Linked DNA regions of Lactuca sativa: region 2 is linked to region 1. The links are chromatin contacts, called in public Hi-C maps. All regions are on one chromosome and are shown on one strand. Each heading gives the region's core, a stretch centred on a gene start, on an enhancer-like site or on the middle of the called end of the contact. The rest is flanking DNA. Distances are from core to core; before and after follow the strand shown. Region 1 holds the start of LOC111885112 (leucine-rich repeat receptor-like serine/threonine-protein kinase BAM1). Region 2 holds the start of LOC111885117.

Region 1 (6,996 bases), core at 2,064-4,563:
TCATGAGTTTTACCTGTTCGACGATGCTTAGAGTTCCATCCTTTGCCATATAGCAGTAGTTTTTGTCCATTTTTGTAGACCCATCATCATCCGCAGTCGCCAACATGCAGATCTTCCCTTTTCCATTGATACTGTTGATGGCTTCATCTTCGTCTCTGGATGACCAAACTTGATGGTCTATTTTGACATGGGCTACGTATGCCCTTGATTTTTCCTTTTCTTCCAACTCTTGAGTCATTCTAAGGTAGAATGCTCTGAATTTTACTACATTGGCCTTACAATCTCTTGCAAAGTGATTCTCTTTATTGCATTTGTGGCAAACTACAACATCAGTCTTGTCTTCTGAGGGAGTACCGAAGTCAGTGGTTTGAGTTGACTGTGGTGCTTCCTTTGGTTGAGAATTGTGAGGTTGCGGTGGTGGATGAGAACTTTTAGGATAATGTGAGTGATTGTTTTGTGGGTTGAAGTTACGATTGAAGGGTTGTTTGTTGAATTGTTGATTTTTGCGAAAAGAGTGAGGTAGTAGTCGGTTGAATTGTTTGCTAATGAGTGCAATTACCTTTTGAAATTCTTCATCATCATCATACTCTGAATCAGCTTCGTATGACTGCAGTGAAGTGTCATACGGGGGATAGTAAGATTGGTTATGTGGAGTTTGTGCTATGAGAGCAAGAGGTCCTCTGAAGTCAGCACAGTCTTTGAGTACGGTGGATTCCTGTGCTTGCAGTTCTCCATAGAGTTTATAGAGTGACAAGGAATGAATATTTCCATCGCCTTGGACTATCATTTTAGCCGTAGTCCAATGTCTTCCCAAATCATTAAGAAACTGAAGATTTGTTTCATGGTTACTGCGGATGGTGCCCGCATTGGATAACTTGGTGATAATCAGGTTGAACCTTTTGAAGGAGTCTTCCTAACTTTCGCCAGTATGAGCTTTGAAGTTGTTGAACTCATTGAGTGCAGTTGTAAGCTTCTTGTCTTGTGCTTGTTCTGAGCCTTCGTACAGATTCTTGAGAACATCCCATATCTCTTTTGTTGATTTGCAATTTATGATGATATCGAAGTTATCAGGAGCAACTCCACAGGAGATTTCATAAAAAGCAACAACATCATTTTCCATTTTATCGAGATCATCCTTGGTGGGACGGTTCATAGCTGGTTGACCTCTTCCTAGTCTGGTTGTAGCTCCGTCAGTTTGGACTGGTGTAAGGACAGGGACATGTGGTCCTTCTTCAACGGATCTCCATACGTCTCTACCAAGTCTCCTTAAGTATGTTTCCATTCTTTGTAACCAGTGATGATATTCATTTGCAACCAGTATTGAGGCTCGATTAGAACCACCAACACTGTTGGAAACATTCAGAGATAACGATTGTGCCATATTTTTTTTTGAAGTTTTTTTTGTTTAAGAAATGAGCTTAAGTGGTATAGAAGGCTCTCTGAAAAACCAGAGTTCCGATTTTCAAAAAGCAACTACTATGACTCTGATACCAATTGTTGAGAGAAAAACTTTGAGACACACTTGAACAAACGTTAGAACAAGTATATTGTGAAATAGTTAATCTCGAAGGATCTAAAAGCTCAACAGTAGTATTTAGAGTTAGATGTTAGAGAGTTAGTTGCGGAAAAGTAAAGAAATGGAAATGACAACAATTGTTATATTAAGTATACACTTAAGCTGATTCATAACAAGGAATGCATTCAAGCTAAGTTAATAAGTGAGATCAAACTTAGTGATTAAGTCGCAAAAGACTTGCTCTGAAGAGTGATTGTAGTCGATTATGAGAGTAAGAAGAGTGAGTAAGAGAGATAGAAAAGATAACTTAAGAGATTGCAATTCAGAATTAGATGCATAAGATAGATATTTGAATACAAGAGAATGAGCTCTATTTATAGAGACTCGTGAAGTATACTAGATTACATCTCTAAGAGTAGCCATGCAAGACATAACGGACAATAGAGAGAATTACAATAAAGACAAATAAAGTAATCTAGTAAAGAGACTGCGGTTGCGGTTGCTGATGAAGAAACTTCACTGTGGGTGCTTGACGGCTACGGTAGCTGAAGTTCAAGAGGGTCACTTTTATGATTCAACAAGTATGTTGGTTAAAGTGCTAGTAGATTGGTAATCATCTAGTAGACTGCCATAAGGGTTGTATGTAGTCATGTAAGATATCCTAAGAACTCTTGATCTAGGATTTCTTGCATGTTTCTTTTTTGGTTGTGGCTCTAGAGTAGAATCATCTGTTCGAGTGGCTATTTCACATCTAGTTACTTATCAACATCATTGAGGATTCAACGTTTCTTATACTATTCTGATTTTCAATAAAAGTATTTTGGAATAAACGGTTTTCTTAATAATGAATTTATAATTGGGAAATTTTACTTTAATAAAATAAAAAATATTGGTTGTGAAAATGGGACGTTACAATATTGATATAGATCTAGATGTAGCGGATCGATAATTGAGTTAGGGTCGATATCTTAATGAACTTACCCAATAATATCGACTGATTGAACATAATTTGGGTCCCAAATTCAAAATCCAACATGGTGCTGCCATCAATCCATACATATTCATCAACCAACATTTATTGTCGAGATTGGTAGTTACTTCTAAGATGTCGAGCAATAATATAGTTATGGTCGATTGAACTTACCCGTTTCTAGATGCAAATCCAAATTTCATAACCACCGATTACAAATTCATTTCATACATAAATTTTTTAGATGATAAAATTGCATTTCTCCTAAATCGAATTAAGGAGATAAAATATGATGTTTACTAATCTATTCAGAATGTAATAACAAATTTGTGCTAATCGATTATGCATAACATGAGAGGTAAAGAATAGTAAATAACCATATCTTGAATAAGGAGATCGACATAGTAATAATTGTAAATGAGTATTTTAGTAATTTAATTATAATCTAATTTTAAAAGAATATTCTTAATTTTAAATAGATTAATTATGACTATATTAACTATTTAGGTATATAATATAGGTTTTATACAAGTTTACAAAAATATAAATAAAAGTTTCCTTATATTTTGTTTTTTAAAAATATACAACATCTAATTTAATTTATAGATTAAAGTATTAAACTAATCGTCAAGGTACATGAAATACATACCAATACAACAAAATACGGTAGTAAAGTTGCATATTACATATTTAGATTTTATTCTACATATTAGTTGTAAAAATATAAAATAAGAATTAAAAAAAAAACTTTATTTATATTACTTTTGTTTTAAAACCCAAAATAATTCAAGCCCATTAATTTAGAAAAAAAATGAGTATAAAAGTTATAACGATTTTCCTCCAGATCACACACTATGATATCACTCTCTTTCTACTCCTTTCCTAATTCTTCACCCACCCTTCTTCTTCTTCTTCTTCCCCATCTCTTTCTCTGAAATAACCAGTGTGTGTATGTGTGTGTGAGAGAAATTGACCACAAGATGAGGTTCCTCTTCCTCCTACTGCTGTTACAGTGCATTCCCAACTCATTCGCTGCCAAATCAGGCCGATTACCGGAATACCAAGCACTCATTTCCCTCAAATCCGCCATCTCCGACGACCCACAGTCCTCCCTTTCCACCTGGGACCTTTCTACCAGCCACTGTACTTGGTCCGGTGTCACCTGCGATTCTAGACGCCATGTTATCGATCTCGACATCTCCGGCCGCAATCTCACCGGCACTCTCTCTTCCGACATTGGTCACCTCCGCAGCCTCGTTAATTTCACCATCGCCGCCAACAACATTGGTGGCCCTATTCCACCGGAGATCGCTTCCATTTCTGGCCTCCGCCTCCTCAATCTCTCCAATAATATTATTAATGAGACATTCCCACCGGAACTTTCTGGGCTTAAGTCTCTGCAAGTGCTTGACCTTTACAACAACAACATGACCGGCGACCTGCCACTCGCCGTCTCCGAAATGACGAACCTCCGACACCTCCATCTCGGTGGAAACTACTTCTCTGGCGTTATTCCGCCGGAGTACGGACGGCTTCCTTTTCTTGAATACTTGGCTGTTTCTGGGAACGAACTCACAGGCTCTATCCCTCCCGAAATCGGAAACTTAACAAACCTCCAACAGCTCTACCTTGGGTACTACAATGGTTACACCGGTGGTATTCCTCCAGAAATCGGTAATTTATCAAGCCTCATTCGCCTCGACGCTGCCAACTGTGGTCTCTCCGGTGAAGTTCCTCCGGAAATCGGGAAGCTTCAAAACCTTGACACGTTGTTCTTGCAAGTGAACGGACTCTCTGGATCTCTAACGAAGGAGCTTGGAAGCTTAAAGAGTTTGAAATCCATGGATTTGTCGAACAATATATTCTCCGGAGAAATCCCCCCCTCTTTTGCAGACCTTAACAATCTCACCTTACTAAATCTGTTCCGAAACAAACTCCACGGATCGATTCCTGATTTCATCGGGGAACTGCCGGAGTTGGAGGTGTTACAGCTCTGGGAAAACAACTTCACCGGAAGTATTCCTCAAGGCCTCGGCAAGAACGGAAAGCTACAGATCCTTGATCTGTCTTCCAACAAATTAACAGGTTCACTTCCTCCCAATCTATGCAATGGAAACAAACTCGAAACGATAATCACTTTGGGAAACTTTTTATTTGGTCCGATTCCTGAGTCTCTTGGTGAATGCCAATCTTTGAATCGAATCCGAATGGGAGAAAATTTCCTCAATGGTTCAATTCCAAAAGGGCTTTTTAGTTTGCCTCATCTCTCTCAGGTTGAACTTCAGAACAACCTTCTCTCCGGTGAATTCCCGGTGACCGATTCTGTTTCAGCGAATCTCGGTCAGGTCAGTTTGTCCAACAATCGCTTAACCGGTCCACTGCCGGCCACCATTAGCCAATTTTCCGGTGTGCAGAAGCTTTTACTCGATGGTAACAAGTTTACCGGCAACATTCCCGGCGAAATAGGCAAACTACAGCAACTATCCAAGATCGATTTCAGCCACAACAGTTTATCCGGCGAAATCGCTCCTGAAATCAGCCAGTGTAAACTTTTAACATATGTCGATCTCAGCCGTAACCAGCTCTCCGGCGAAATCCCAACCGAAATCACAGGCATGCACATTCTAAACTACTTGAACGTCTCTCGTAATCATCTAATCGGAAGCATTCCAACATCCGTTGCGTCAATGCAAAGCTTAACGTCCGTCGATTTCTCCTACAACAATCTCTCCGGTCTTGTCCCCGGCACCGGTCAGTTCAGTTACTTCAATTACACTTCATTTTTGGGGAACGCCGATCTCTGTGGACCATATTTAGGACCTTGTAAAGAAGGAATCGCAAACGCCACCCATCAACCACATTCAAAAACATCACTCTCCGCCTCTGTAAAACTTCTTCTCGTTCTTGGCCTACTCTTCTGTTCCATCGCCTTCGCCATTGCAGCAATCATCAAAGCTCGATCTATCAAGAAAGCGTGCAAAGCTCGATCATGGAAGCTTACTGCTTTCCAACGCCTGGATTTCACTTGCGATGATGTTCTCGATTCTTTAAAGGAAGATAACATCATCGGAAAAGGAGGAGCCGGGATTGTTTACAAAGGCGCCATGCCCAACAATGAGCTTGTTGCAGTGAAAAGATTGCCAGCCATGAGCCGTGGTTCTTCTCACGACCATGGATTCAATGCCGAGATTCAAACCCTAGGAAGAATCAGACATCGACATATCGTGAGATTATTAGGGTTTTGCTCCAACCATGAAACTAATTTGTTAGTGTATGAGTATATGCCAAATGGGAGTTTGGGTGAAATGCTTCATGGGAAGAAAGGGGGACATTTGCTTTGGGACACAAGATATAAAATCGCTATTGAAGCTGCAAAGGGTCTTTGCTATCTCCACCATGATTGCTCACCATTAATCCTCCATCGTGATGTCAAATCAAACAATATACTTTTGGATTCCAATTTTGAAGCCCATGTGGCCGATTTTGGTCTTGCAAAGTTCTTGCAGGATTCCGGCACCTCAGAATGTATGTCTGCCATTGCTGGTTCTTATGGCTACATCGCCCCAGGTATAAAACGAATCTCATCATCCTAGCTTAAATCTTTGATTTTTTTTCAAATTGGTATTTCAAATTATTGATTTTTTGACATGGGTTTTTGAATTTGGGATCAAAGCTTTGGTTTTTGTCATGTGGGTATGTCAGATTGTTGATTTTTGGATATGGGTTTATGAAATTGGTATCAAAGCTTTAATTTTTTCAAATGGGTTTTGGAAATTAGGATCAAAGATTTGATTTTTTTCATATGGGTATTTCAGATTATTAATTTTTGGACATGGGTTTTTAAATTTGGGATCAAAGCTTAGATTTTTTTAAATGGGTTTTGGAAATTAGGATGAAAGCTTTGATTTTTTTTCATATGGGTATTTCAAATTATTAATTTTTGGACATGGGTTTTCAAATTTGGGATCAAAGCTTTGATTTTTTTCACATGGGTATCTCAGAATCTTGATTTTGAGACATGGGGTTTGGAAATTGGGACCAAAGCTTTGATTTTGTCCATATGGGTAACTCAGATTATTTTTTTGGACATGGGTTCTGGAAATTGGGACCAAAGCTTTATTTTTTTCCAAATGGGTATCTCAAATTATTGATTTTTGGACATGGGTCTTCGAAATTGGTACCCTATCTTTGATTCTTTTCACATGGGTATTCGTATATCAGGATTATTGATTTTTTGACATGGGTTTTGAAAATGTGTATCAAAGCTTTGATTTTTTTCACATGGGTGTCTCACATTTTTATCTTTTCGACATGGGTTTTTGAAATCTTGACCAAGCTTCTGATTTTTATAATAAAAATTGTGTGATTTTGTTTCAGAATATGCATACACGCTTAAGGTTGATGAAAAGAGCGATGTGTATAGCTTTGGTGTGGTTCTTTTAGAACTTGTAACAGGAAGAAAACCAGTTGGGGAATTTGGAGATGGTGTTGATATTGTGCAATGGGTTAG
Region 2 (6,996 bases), core at 2,122-4,621, 290 kb after region 1:
AAGGCCGGTGTTTAGTAGGTAATGGTGTTGATGTGCACAACATTTCTAGTCTAGATATATCTGGTGTTGTGTTGTTGAAATGGAATTGCCGAGCTATAGCAACCTGTGAAATGAACATATAATCATTTCTTAGTTTTCCAATGAAACTATTGGTTTGATGTGTATATGGAGACAAGAAACTTATAGAGAAACTCACAGGCTTTCTGACTCTTTCAGAGACATGGAAAACATCTCTTAGTTGATCATGGTGCAAGTGTCAGAGTATTTTGACCTTCAATCGTAGACAAGAATGAATAACCCACAAATGTTAGTAGTAGTTTTATGCTTAAAGTTCGACATACATTAGTTTTTTAGATCAAAAATGGTAAAGATAAGCAAGACAGGTTTACTAAATATGGAAACTTAGTTTCATGTGTTGAAGCCTGAAGGACAGATCTGATGTGTTGGATGTACATAAATACTCGAAATATAGACAGTAAAGTGAAGTCAAGAAATAAGTGCAGATCTGATGGAATAGAAGATGTGTTGGATGTACCAAATTAGCCTCCAATCTTTTTAATTCCACAACATCGACATTGTCATCTTCAGTGTTTTTATTTTCATCTGTTGTTAGTTTAAGCTTCTCGTTCAAGTTCTTATTTTATTCTGATACATTTTGCAGTTTTTCTTCTTTTTCAATCAATTTTGCCTTCAAATCTTCCAATTTTGCTTTCGATTTCTCCAAATTTACCTCCAGTATTTGAACTTTTTCAGATGACTCAAATTTTGATTGTTCCACAAGCTCATAAGCACTTCGAATTTGTAAAGTGGTATCCTCGTTGTTGTGAATCTTGAAGCTTTTCTAATATGTCAGCAAGCTCTTTCTTGGCCACGTCAGCATGCTCGTTGGCACGTTTCTTACTTTCGTCCGATTGACTTAATTGATCCTTGGCTTTCTTAAGTTCTTCTTGAAGATAAGAGAACTGGGTTTCAAGTTCAGCCACTCTGCCAGGACGCTGTTTCTGTGATTTTACAAAAGATAAAAAAGACTATTAGACCCCTATGACACTCGAAAGCCAAAAACAAAATGTTTTTATTAGTATTATATGAATATGATACCTTGGATGTTGGAGTACGAGGTGACCGATGTTCAGAAACTTTTGAGTAGAAGAATTTTCCGGTTCTACCCCAGAAGTTTTGAGCTACCTAGCAGTTTTTGGTGTCCTCTGTGGCACCTCCAAGGTTACAGCTCTGTTTTTTTTTTTCAAAAAAAAACTCAGATTAGAATAATCAATAATTTGTTATAATGACCAGCTGGTATTTTGGTAATTTTGGTTTGAAGTCTTCAAAGAAAATGATCACGTGAAAGATACTAAGACCATAAAGATCAAACCAAGGACCAATTATAATTTTGGATAGTATACCTTGTGTTTGGGGTTTGCATTGTCTAATTTACCCTTGAGTAAAAGCAATCCTGTAAAAAAAAGTCCCACTTGAATAAAGAAAGTTGACCCATAATGCCTATAATGGATTTGAGAGGAATGCTTGGGTCAGAATTCAGAAAGAATGATTTGTTTATATATGTTTATGCTTATGTATATGCAATGCATATATATCATATGCAATGCATTAATTAGTGTGTTTGGTGAATCTCGGGCAGTGGAAGCAGCAATTAGGGCAGTCTGAACAGGTACAACAACAACAAATCTAGTTGCAGTGTTTGGAAATATCAGGTAGTTTTCTTCTTTCTTTTGTTCTTCTCTACTCTTTTTATGCTTTATCATATACATCATTATGCATATGAAATATCCTTATGGTGTTTGGATGTTCTTGTAAATGTCTAAATGATGCTTTATATATTGTTGGAATTGATACTTCATAATCAGACATGATACTTAACACACTAGGTCTCTAATCTTTATAAGTCATGATACTTAACATATCATGTTTTTGACATCTAGGAAAGAGAAGTTGTTGAGCTGAGTTGGACAGCTGACTAAGGACTAGTCAAATTCAAAGTCAAAGTCAAATTCAAGGACAATACCAGGTATGTGATGATGATATAATCCCTTACTGTTTGAGAAGAAGTAAAAGTGATACATTAATAATAATAGTCTTCATTTACAATAGTTTATCAAAGTGCAATGCTATTTCTTGCTATAACTGCTAGTTTTATCAAAGTATGATATATAACTTAACATGAATTAAACACACAAAGTATGTTAATTCATATTTTTTAAACTACATGTTTTGTGAAACATTAAAAAAAATATTGTACTCACTTCTAATATAAGATCCAAGATATTTATTATATTATTTATTTTAATTAATTCAAAATAATAATAGTTTTTAAGGTGAGTTTTGATCTGAAGAAAATAAAATACCTTGAAGATCAAAATAAGTATTTAGATTTATAGAAAAGTCCAAAACAACAACAACAAGCTTTTATAACGAGGCAATATTAAAAAACCAGAAATTTAATTTAAAATAAAAAAGTATCACAACAAATATTCTACAAATCTGTTTGATAAGAATCTAAAAAATGCATTAAAATATATTTCATAAAGAAAATATAATATCTCTATATTAGTCATTAAAAGTTTAAAACGAATCCAAATGACAAATTCATTTCATCAATTATATATCAAAAATATGTTTTTTAAAAAAGAAAATGGATATGAATTAACAATAATAAATTTGATAAAAAAATAAAAAAATAAATAAAGCAATACAAGTATAAGTAGAATGCTATAAAAAATAATAAAGCAATACAAGTAAGATGGTATAATATGAAGAATATGAAAAAGAAATCCTAAATAAAAACAAATTAGCTTTATATTTACAATACATACAATCTAATTCTTGATAATCAAACAGTTATGACAATTGATAAGAGTTGGATTACACTGCCAAATCGGAGCTCTCCAGAATTCTTAAAAGGTCTTACAAACTTTATAGAGATTGCAAAGAACCATGTCGATGGTGAAGGAAAAACATGTTGCCCGTGTAGAGATTGTGCGAATATGTATCGACAAATTGTGACTACAGTTTATGCCCACATACATGACCGTGGATTTCTTCAATCATATCGTATATGGATTCATCACGGGGAGGAGTATCCTTCTTCAGATTTAGACAACATTTGGTTTCCTAAAAACCATACTACAACAACAACAAATGAAATGTTTGATGCAATAGATGATGTTATGGAAGAGGAAAATACTTATGAAGGAAATATTGATGGAGAAGGAATTGGTTTAGACCCGGAATTTGATGCATTGTTTAAAGAGGCCAATACAAAGTTATACCCTGGTTGTAGCTGGATGTCTTCCCTAAACTTTGTAGCAAAACTGATGCACATGAAAGCCATCAATAAATAGACAGACAGTTCGATGGACCAACTTTTAGAGTTTTTAAGAGTTGCGTTCCCAAAAGAAAATACGATTCCAGCTTCACACTATGAAGCTAAGAAGAAGCTGGAAAAAATTGGGTTAGGATATCAATCTATACATGCTTGTGTTAATGATTGTGCTTTGTTTTGGAAGGAGAACGAGTCGATGCAGAACTGTCCTATTTGTAACGAGAGCATATCGGTTGACAAAAACACAAAGGGGAAGAAAGTGGCACAAAAATTGTTGCGTTATTTTCCTTTGACTCCCAGGCTTCTCAAAGGTATAGTTCTAGATTCACGGCAAAAGACATGATTTGGCATCATACAGGGCGGTCAAATGATGGTAAGATGTATCATCCTGTTGATGGGAAGGCATGGCAAGAATTTGATAAGCGTTATCCTAAGTTCGCCAATGAACCTAGGAACGTTCGCTTGGGTTTGGCTGCTGATGGCTTTAATCCATTTTGCAACATGAATCAGTCGTATAGTATGTAGCCGCTAATATTGACAACATACAATACCCCACCATGGTTATGTATGAAAGAGTCTTCTTTCATGTTGATTTTGCTAATTCCTGGCTCTAAATCACCTGCGAAGGACATTGATGTTTTCTTGAGGCCTTTGGTAGACGAGTTGAAAATGTTGTGGGACGAAGGAGTGCAAATGAGAGATGCAGCAACCAACACTATATTTACGATGCATGCAACACTATTATGGACTATCAACGATTATCCTGCTCATAGCAGTTTTTCTGGATGGAGTGGTCAAGGTTATAAAGCTTATTCTACCTGCAATAAAGACACACCTTCATGTCGTATAACCAACAAGATAGCTTATGTTGGTCATAGAAGATTCTTGCATAGCAAGCACGAATGGAGGGAGAGTTTGTTGTTTAATGGAAAAAAAGAGTCGAGAAAGCCTCCCCGGCGATTCAGTAATGCAGCAATATTAAAGCAACTAGACTGTCTCCCGGATCGTATTCCAGGGAAACATCCTAGTTATGGTGGGGGTGTGAAAAGAAAGCGTACAGAGTCAGAGTTAAACTGGACCAAAAGGAGTATCTTCTTTGAGATTAGTTATTGGTCTTCTTTAGAACTAAAACACAATCTAGATGTTATGCACGTGCAGACAAATGTGTCTAAGAGTTTTGTGGGTACTTTGTTGAAGAATGAAAACTCAAAAGACACACAAAAAGCAAGAGAAGATTTGGAAAATTGGGGTATTCGAGACAATTTATGGCTACAAAAGAATAACAACAAGATCATGCAACCACATCCAGATTACTCTTTCAAACGAATTGATCGAGAATGTTTCTGTCAGTTCATTAAAGGAGTTAAACTACCCGATGGTTTTGGATGAAACTTTAAGAACAAGGTGCTTCCTAATGATTCAAATATAATTGGGTTAAAGTCTCATGATTATCACATCCTCATGCAACAACTTTAACCAATAGGGGTTCGAGCTGGTTTGCCTACGAATGTTTCAACAACAATCATTGACCTTTACACATTCTTTAAAAAAAATTGTGCACAGACATTGGATGTGAAAGACATGTATAAAGCACATAATGAATTGATAAAGATCTTATGCAATTTGGAGTTGATATATCCTCCAACATTTTTTGATATAATGGTTCATGTAGTTCTACATTTACCTGAAGAAGATATTCTTGGAGGGCCTGTACATATGAGATGGATGTATCCTTTTGAAAGATACATGAAAAAGTTAAAAGCTTATGTAAGAAACAAAGCAAGACCTGAAGGTTCAATAGCAGAAGGTTATGTTGCAGATGAAGCGTTGACATTCTGCTCCATGTATCTTGATGGTATACAAACCAAATTTAATCGTCCCGAAAGAAATGCAGATGTTGGCATTCCGAAGAGTCGGTTTTCTGTGTTTTCATTACAATGTCGTCCGATGTCGAAAAAGAAAATCATTTCTCTTTCTAAAGAGGCCTCAAAAGCATTGCATTGGTTTGTACTACACAACTGCGATGAAGTTAAATGCTATATATCGTAAGTATTTTTATTTTTTATATTTTCTTTTTAGGTTTTGTGATAAATTAATTTGAACCCTTTCTCCTACATACAGGGAATTACATCTAAAAATCCGGGAAGAGATGTAAAAGCGAAATTTTCTTCATGGTTCAGTGATAAGGTAGATATATTTTATACATATATAAATCTAAAGTATAATATTATTAGAAGTTATTAATCTTATATCTTTCTAGGTCTATCAGCTAGAAAGAAATTCGTCCCCTGAATGTACCAATGAATTAAAGGCATTGGCATATGGTCCGTTGAACGCGTATTCTTACACTGCTTGCATAGTCCATGGTGTTAGATTTGTAGTATATGATCATGAGCTTCGACGTACTACTCAAAACAGTGGTGTTTTTACACTTGGAGAAGATGGTACACCATTTTATGGTCAATTTACAGAGATTATCCAGTTGAACTATTTAAGTGGTTACTCGGTTGTTCTATTTCGTTGCAAATGGTTTAATACATCGGGGAAAAGACGATTTGTTGAGAAAAATGGTATCGTTGCTATTGACATCAGTCGTGAATGGTATGTCGGTAATACATGGTACGATGGTGACCAATACATTTTAGCCACACAAGTGAAACAAGTGTTTTATCTTCAAGATCCTTCTCGAAATGGCAATAATTGGAGAGTTGTGGAAGACGTTCACCATCGAAAACATTGGGACCATCCAAGTCTCATTCTTGTTAATGATGTAGATGTTTTACATGACACTCAATCATCTGATTATAACTTGGTTGTCGACGTAGGTAATGATGGTGAATCAAATGTGGTTGTTAAGAGATGTGTTGCCCCCGTTGTGGATGATCAATCATTTCATTCTAACTTGGTCGCCGACTTAGGATATTTGCCAATGCGGGCAACTTTACATGAAGTTGGTGAATCAAGTGATGCTCCTATTGTGGATGATGAAGGTTTTATTGATGATGATGAGGAAGACAGTGATACATACCCTTCATAAGATGAAATTATTGATAATGATGAAAACGATGATGATCCTGTAGACACATATTATTCTAGTGATGATTATGATTGAATGTATTATAATGTTTTTGTATCTTTAATGGATAGTTTTTACAATGTTTTAATTGTTGCTTATAATATTTGTTTAATTTATTTTTATTATTTATTTCAATCAAAGAAATGTCGGCACATGTTGCACGGAGCCATGGTGGAGATGGTGGGAATGAGCCTCCTCGACGTCCACAGAAGATCCCGACATCCTATGAGTCATGTAAGTAACTTCTTATGAGAAAATATGTCTTCATATTGAATATATTTTTAACATACTAACTTTTCAATTACATGTGTCAATGTAGCAAAGCCAAAGAAAACTCGTATGAATGGACGAAACATAAATTTGGAACAAAAGTTTGATAAAAACAAAGGGCCACTACCACTTGAAATTGAACTTACGGGAAAACAATTTAAGTTTTTTGGAGACAATTACCAAGTTTACATACGGTGTGTCTCAAATAGTGTTGCAAAATTTGTCCCTTTTCATTATCCAAGTTGGAAAGATGTCCCTGCAAAATTCAAAAACAAAGTTTATCTCGAAGTGCATGTAAGTATACAATATA

The links. Hi-C and Micro-C count contacts between places; a contact is called where the count stands out from the background.
Region 2: a Hi-C map of leaf shows a contact between it and region 1, with 5 times the contacts expected there. The contact joins the promoter of LOC111885117 here to the promoter of LOC111885112 in region 1. A contact is called at or near these places in 2 of 4 Hi-C or Micro-C datasets (leaf and seed).

What each region holds. Positions count from the first base shown.
Region 1 is chr3:128,440,223-128,447,218 of Lsat_Salinas_v11, forward strand. LOC111885112 (leucine-rich repeat receptor-like serine/threonine-protein kinase BAM1) reads left to right here and starts at 3,314. Exons shown (of 2, transcript XM_023881400.3): 1 at 3,314-6,053; 2 at 6,864-6,996. The coding sequence starts at 3,467.
Region 2 is chr3:128,733,992-128,740,987 of Lsat_Salinas_v11, forward strand. It overlaps LOC111885117, which reads left to right and starts at 3,372. Exons shown (of 6, transcript XM_052769818.1): 1 at 3,372-3,651; 2 at 3,699-3,857; 3 at 3,915-4,718; 4 at 4,824-5,368; 5 at 5,462-5,527; 6 at 5,601-6,377. The coding sequence starts at 3,372. The coding sequence ends at 6,377.